2 separate regions of the Hordeum vulgare genome follow, and region 2 is linked to region 1. The links are chromatin contacts, called in public Hi-C maps. All regions are on one chromosome and are shown on one strand. The core of a region is the stretch at or near the end of the contact, and the rest is flanking DNA. Distances in the headings are between cores, read along the strand shown. Region 1 has its middle 13 kb from the start of LOC123439192. Region 2 has its middle 17 kb from the start of LOC123439195.

What was found. Hi-C and Micro-C count contacts between places; a contact is called where the count stands out from the background.
Region 2: a Hi-C map of leaf shows a contact between it and region 1, with 2.9 times the contacts expected there. The contact joins two enhancer-like sites. A contact is called at or near these places in 2 of 6 Hi-C or Micro-C datasets (leaf and seedling).

What each region holds. Positions count from the first base shown.
Region 1 is chr3H:8,335,967-8,339,456 of MorexV3_pseudomolecules_assembly, forward strand. No RefSeq gene overlaps it. Among protein-coding and RNA genes, the nearest start is that of LOC123439192, 13 kb to the left of the region's middle. Within about 2 kb of position 2,050, at least 2 of the 3 cell types and tissues checked have open chromatin away from gene starts, as enhancers often do. A contact at or near this core is called in leaf, where this site is marked.
Region 2 is chr3H:8,486,659-8,490,224 of MorexV3_pseudomolecules_assembly, forward strand. No RefSeq gene overlaps it. Among protein-coding and RNA genes, the nearest start is that of LOC123439195, 17 kb to the left of the region's middle. Within about 2 kb of position 1,948, at least 3 of the 3 cell types and tissues checked have open chromatin away from gene starts, as enhancers often do. A contact at or near this core is called in leaf, where this site is marked.

The DNA.
Region 1 (3,490 bases), core at 800-3,299:
AAATTAGTACTTATTTCTTTCTTTTTCCTCTTCGCCTTGATCACAATCCTTTTCTTTCAAATTATAACATGTTTTAAAAAGTTTTTAAATATGTATGTAGAGACCGGTTTAAGTGTGTGTGTTCATTTATTTCAATCTGTATGTAGTGTATATTAAAATATTTAAAATTTCTCACAACTTAAATCGGAAGCAGTAGTACGCAATTGCATCTATTTGATATACTAGATGATGCCCCGCGCATTGCTGTGGAACCATGATAAACAAATGTATAAATAGGTGTTGAAAAACAAAAACTATTGCTAATTTTGTTTACGATTGTTCTCATTTTATATGTTAAGAACAATAACTCATATGAAGCATCTCATAAAAGATGCCTAAAAAAATGTAACATGATCTACATATATTTGCTCTAAATTAGATAATGCTTATGCCCATAACAAAAATTAGTAAAACAATGTGTAGAGTAATGCACACACATTATAAGTTATGACCACATGCATGACTTGATGACGTGGCATGGTTAAATGAGAAAAAATAAATACTTATGACTTGATGATGTGACATGGTTGCATAAGAAGGAAAAATAGGTAGTGGGTTGCAAGTATTTAAGAATAGAAGATGTGGTACGTATATTGAGATGTTGCACATGGTATATGGAGCATGACGTTGCGTAGGGACTGCCCTCATATCCTCATCCCCAAACCAAAAAGGGATTGATTCAATAGATAACCACGTGGAGTACAACTTGCACGTAAAGGGTTACTTCAAATGGTACCGTACGTAACATCTCACCCTTTTTGGATCCACAAACTCCGGCCGGAACATGGCAGAGTACGTACGCCTAGAATTGGGAAAAGCTGTTTATATTATACAGTACAGTATATTGAACCAATACTCTGGAGACTCTTGATCAATTATAGTGTGCTTTGGCAGGCCCTTGAACCCTGTATCGTGAAATCCGCGGCCGGGTATCGACAGAGTGCGCATATGCACAACAACAAATGACACGGTCGAAGAATTCACTGAACCTGAATATTGTTCAAGAAGAAGTTAAACCTGATCAGTGATGGCACATGATTCCGTGGGCTTCCGACACAATCAACGCACTTCCCACATGTGTAAGTGTGTAACCACGGCAGCAGGGGCTGCATTTCCGCACCCTGTTGAACCTGCTTGTCGGTGGCAGGACATATCTTCAACCAATCTGTTCATCAGTTCATGGTTGCCAAGCAGCGGCGTACGTACGTGCCAATCTGGTATGTGATCTATCTATCTCTATCCAGGACGCCACGTAGCTCTATCATCAACGACCCGCGCTGCATGCCGAGGACGGGGTCTCCATCTCTATCCTATCCAATCCAATCCAATCCAATACATCTGGTGTTGATCCAATCCAGGAGCAGACGACGTCGGCGTCCGATGCTCTCTGCCGTCCAAGACGGGCGCACGTTTTAGTGCTGCGCACAGGCTTCGTACTTGACGCAGTCATACATGGACCCATTGCTTTGCGTTCACAGATCATCCTGGTCTCCCTCCGGTAGATTCCTCCTGTCCTCCTGAGACTGCAAACCCCCCTCTCCTGTCCTCCTCGCTAATGGTTCATGACTAAATTTAGGCGCCAAAAGCCATCCACGCCAATTGCCAATACCCATGCAACACCATGGAATGGCCACCTCCTAAAGTGTTCGGGGCGTCGCCCGACATCCAAGCTCCAACACGTGTGCCACACCGTCAACACCCCACACAAGAGAATTCGTCGTGCGAGAAGGCACCATCGGCGGAGCGTGCTTTACCCACCGGCTTCCTCCAGCGGCAACGAGGTGGTGAGAAGAGATGAGATGGCGAGTCTGAGGCGGTTAGGCTTTGCCCAAACCGCTCCCCAAGAGTGACACGGTCATGAATGGCATGGCATCAAAAAACAAAAACACACACACACAAAGAGAGACGGGACTATAAAAGCCTGACTTGCAAAGTCTAAGCAGGCCCATCCTGGCCCGATCGAAAAAAACGAATATGTACTGTAGGTCCGAGCCTAGCTCGAAGTAAAAGATCAATTCCACGTCAAGCTCGGTCGGCCTCCGTGTTAGCTGTCTCAATTACCAGGTTAGAGCCCGACCCAAAATACCCAACGGCCCAAAATTTTAAGTGCAAATCCAGCCCGAAAACGAAGCCCGGCCCGGTCAGGTTTTTCGGACCGGACTGCGCATGCCCAGGTTTAGTCAAAACTCATTTTTTTTTATAATTGTAGTTGACAAAAACTAGAGTAATACTTTTCACAACGATAATTATTTACTCCCTTCGTTCTTAAATATAAGTCTTTTAAGAGTTTCTATTAAAAAAACTACATACGGATGTATATAGGCATACATTAAAATATAGATTCAATCATTTTACTCCGTACGTAGTCCCTAGTAAAATATATAAAAAGACTTATATTTAGGAACGAAGAGGGTAGATATAAAGAAAGTAGAATTCATGAAGCCACGCACGCGGCTGCATGTGTATACATCTTCATGTAAACGAAAGGAGCATTTATTATGCGATATTGCGATAAGGTCGGGCTCGCTCCATCTCCATGCCCAAGTTGCTACAACTGCCCGCGTGCCAATGCAATCTTTGGAGAGCGAAATAAAGCTTCCCGATGAAGTGTCGCCATGAGGATATACATCAGAAAAAGCTTCGACGACGATGCCGACGCTGGCTGACGTCCTTATAGCAGCTAGGATAACGTATGTAGCCAGTATTTCTATACAATATACTGTATGCGTATGCTATTTATCTTCCTTGTAGCCGAGGGTTGCACGTCGATCGTATATAGTAAGGTCGGTCGATCGCGTGGGGTTTGTATACTCGATCTTGTCCCAAAACATGTTACTTCAAATGGCACCATGCCGGAAACATACATGTATAAACAATGCCAGAAAACAAGCAGATCAGAACTATGCGAAAGAGAGAGAAAGAAAAAAACTATATGTTCAACCAACCCTGAAGGCTTCACGTGCTTGGGTCAAAGGTGTTCCAAGGCCTTACATCTCCTAAGCCTGAATAATCCCTCTTTGTTTTGCCGGGACGGTCGACGATGCACTTTGGCTCGTGTAAGCAACAACGAAGAGTGGCACTGAAAAAGCTAGCTATAATTCTATATGCCATTTCTTGTATCCACAAAGTCCGGCTGAAGCATGGAATATCGTAGAACAGAAAAAGATAAATTCGGCAAACTCTCAAGACTCAAATTCGGCAAAAAGATAGTTCGGTCCGGAATCAAGGCTTTGAACTTGGATCATAAAAAAACCAAAGCTTTTTTAGTTAGATCAAAAGCCACAGGTTCTGACTACACAGTGCGATGTGACGTTCGGATGAACCACTTTGGCGTGGCCGTGGGGTTGCATTGCATGCACCCTGCTTAGAGCAACTACAAGGGGTGATTCAAATGGACACACGCCCAGTTTTTCATTTGGATCGGCGGTGGTGCCTAACGGGAGGCTGATCC
Region 2 (3,566 bases), core at 698-3,197, 150 kb after region 1:
TATTGGGCAGGACTCCTTACAGGGGATGATAAGCTGGCGATGGAGAGGGGCGCAAAGATGCTGAAGATGAACGCGTCAAATATGTTGAGGATATGCGCGGCCCCAGAAGATGGCTGCTGATGTTTGGTGTTGCTGGCGATAAGTACTTCTGGTTGATGATCTCCCATATGAGGAGTTATCTGAGGCGTAGACCTGTGTAATGGTTTTTTTTAGCAAACTTGTTTCTTCAAACTTGGTAGTGGTTTTTATGCGTGTTACGGGTGTTCTTGGATTTTTGCCCTACGATAGATTGCTCGATGACGAGTGTCTATGTGTAGGTTTCCCAGGAATGCTCTGAATTCGCAGCCCTTTTTCTGGTTTCCTTTTTGGATGTTTAAGACTTGTATTTCCGTTATGTGAGTAATGGAAAAGGGGTTGCCCGGTTCAAAAAAGTATATATCAGCAAGCTTAGCATAGCACATATGGCTAGTGCTTGAACGGTGGAATCAGTACATCCATGCCAAGTCCTAAATTTGGTAAGGGTGCTTGTATTTTACTAAATTTATACTTTCTACGTAAATTAATATAAGTAATAGTGATTTAAACGCTCTTATATTAGTTTATGGAGGGAGTATTGGTCTTCCAACCATGCCCTTTCAATGAAAACTGACGTTCATATCAACTACGAGAGACGCATGTGGTTCCATTGCCAATCTCAAAAATTGTCGGTTCAATCTCTCAAATAGTCACTAGGGTTGGATGCATGTGCATATGTGCATAGGAGTGAATGCGTTAGTACTTTGTTTCTAAAAAATCATCAAAAAGTCAATGGAGACCAAGCTCCATAGAAGCGTTAACTTGAAAACTTTAAAATTTAAACTTTTCAGTGTCAACATATTCTGAAAAATATATACATATACCTAGAGATATATACATATACATATTCGGTTTCAACCTTCAGGTCGGAGCACGTTAAAATGAGAGCTAAAGAAAAGGAAAATGGAGGACTTTTTAGTATATGTATTTGTTCATCCTCAAAGTCCACATTTCACTTTCTTTTTTGCAAATCAAAATTCAAGGTTTTTCTTATTCCCCAGACCTTCTATACAGGCCAACTCCTATTTAGCGCCTTCATCGCTGTTTAACTTATTATTCGTATGCGACACCTACGAACCTGTTTCTATGACCCGGTCCAATTAAACGCACTCTAGCAGGATTTCTATTGCAATTTTGCGAAGCTAAGCTTTGACATTGGTTTTAATTTTTTATTTTTTCCTGCCATTTTCGTACTTATTTTTTCTTTGTTTTCCATTCGTTCCTTTTTGTTTTCTTTTTCTTGCGAAAAATAGTCAATCTTTTCAAATTTCTGAACTTTCTTAAAATTTGAAAGAAAAAACAAATTCATGATTTTCAAATTTTACGAATTTGTTTTCGATTTCTTGAACCTTTTCTGTATTTTCAACTTTTTCAAATTTGGTACTCCCTTCGATCGATGTTACTTGTCGCTCAAACATATGCATCTAACAATGAAATACTTCTAAATATACATCCATCTGAACGACATGCAATATTGATGAGAGGCAGTAACTTTTTTTGTATTCGTAATCCTTTATACTTTTAACTCATGAGGATTTTTTTGATTTCGTAAAAAAAATTGAATTAGCAAAAAGTTAAATTCTTGAACCACATTTCAAATTCATTAACTATTTTAACAAATGTATTTTATTAATATCATGACTATGTTTGTCAAATATACGAAATTCTCAAAAATTCAAGACTATCTTGAGTTCGTCATTTTTTGACAGTCAACGGCCTTAGCTATCAATGTTCGTCTTTGCAGTAAACGACGATGTGCTCGACATCATGGCCCTTTTTCTTTTTCTGGAAATTAGTGAACGATATCTAGCGTGCGACAAACCTCATTGGGCCCCGGCCCACAGTCACGCACACAAGTACCAGCTTTTATCATTGCGGTTAAGGAGAAAGGGACCTCCTATGTGCCGCTCGTTACGGCAACTGCCGAGATGATGCACAGGGGGTCGCTTCAACTGGCCGGCCCAATTTAGCTACCCGCAGCGAATGTGAAGACCACAAAAACAAAAATTAGCGACCAGAAGTTGAAAAATCTGAAATATCAGAATATATTTTCAAAATACCGGAACATTTTTCAAATTTTGGAAAAACAAATCAAATCTGGAACATTTTTTTCGAATTTTGGAACATTTTTTGTAAATTCCTGAACATTTTCTAAATTTTGGAACCATTTTCAAATTCTGGAACATTTTTCGTAAATTCCTGAGCAATTTTCAAATTTCGGAACATTTTTAAAAATTTCGAAACATTTTTTCAAATTCCGGAACATTTTCCAAATTTTCGAACCAGTTTTCAAATTTTGGAACATTTCTTTTGAAAATTCGAAACATTTTAATAAAAATAGCAGAACATTTTTTAAAATTTTGGTACATTTTGTTAAATTCCCGAACATTTTTTCAAATTCAGGAACATTCCTTAATATTTTTGAAATTCTGGAACATTTTTTAAATTCCGAAACATTTATTTAAATTCCAAAACATTTTTTCAAATTTCGCAACATTTTATAAAAAATCCAAAATATTTCTAAAACAAAAACAGAAAAAAAATGAAACAAAAAAGAATAAAGAAAAAAGAAAACAAAAAAACCATTTCAGGGAATCTTCTACAAAGTTCCCAAAACCGGAAAAAACGGTAGGAAACCTCTAGAAGGTTCCCAAAACCGGAGCTATTGCCATGTAAATGGGCCGTCACATTACGAAACACTAGGTGGGAGCCCTGTGCGAAGCCTCTACATTTAGACGCAATGAGCGGCGAATATGGATTTCCAAGGAGAACAACTAGTTAAGAAACGCTTTTTTAGAAACCTTTCAATGATCACTTTTCCACGTTGTTACCTGGCGCATTCTCAACCGTTGTCATTTATGCCCGGGCATTCTTAGGGTCGGGACGGGTTACAGGCCGGGCCAAAAAAAGCTCGATGCTGATAACCCGGGCACGAGCCCTTCCCGGCCCGATCGCCGGGCCTGAATACTGGGCCCAAGCCCGGCCCTAGCCCGAAAAGCATGACTGGGCTGGATTGGCCTGGCCCGACCCCGACTTAAAACCGATATTGCTAAAGCCCAATCCCGGTCCGGCCCGACCACTGGGCATAAATTCCAGGCATGAGCCCGACCCGATTGCAAGTTTAGGCCCGACCCGGCCTGAGATTTTTCGAACCGTCCGGGGCGGGCTGCCCATGGTGAGGTATGCCGTCACGTGCCGCGCTCTAAGCGTTTCCTCTAAATTTTTTGTTTCTTTTTCCATACGTGTTTTCAACTTTTTAGGTGTGTTTTTTCAGTGTTCCAGTTTATCATCAGTCTTTCTTAGCTTTTGGACGCAATTTTTCAGCGTTCCGGTTTATCACGCGTTTTCTTTCGTTTTTCTCAAAGAGTGTGCTTTCTCTTTCCCGAGAGGCATGATTTTGCTTACGCGAGAGGCTCGCTCGTCCCTCTCGGAAACGGAAATAACATGTTTTTTGTTTTTTTTTATTTTTCTTTCGGTAGAGGCATTGTTTT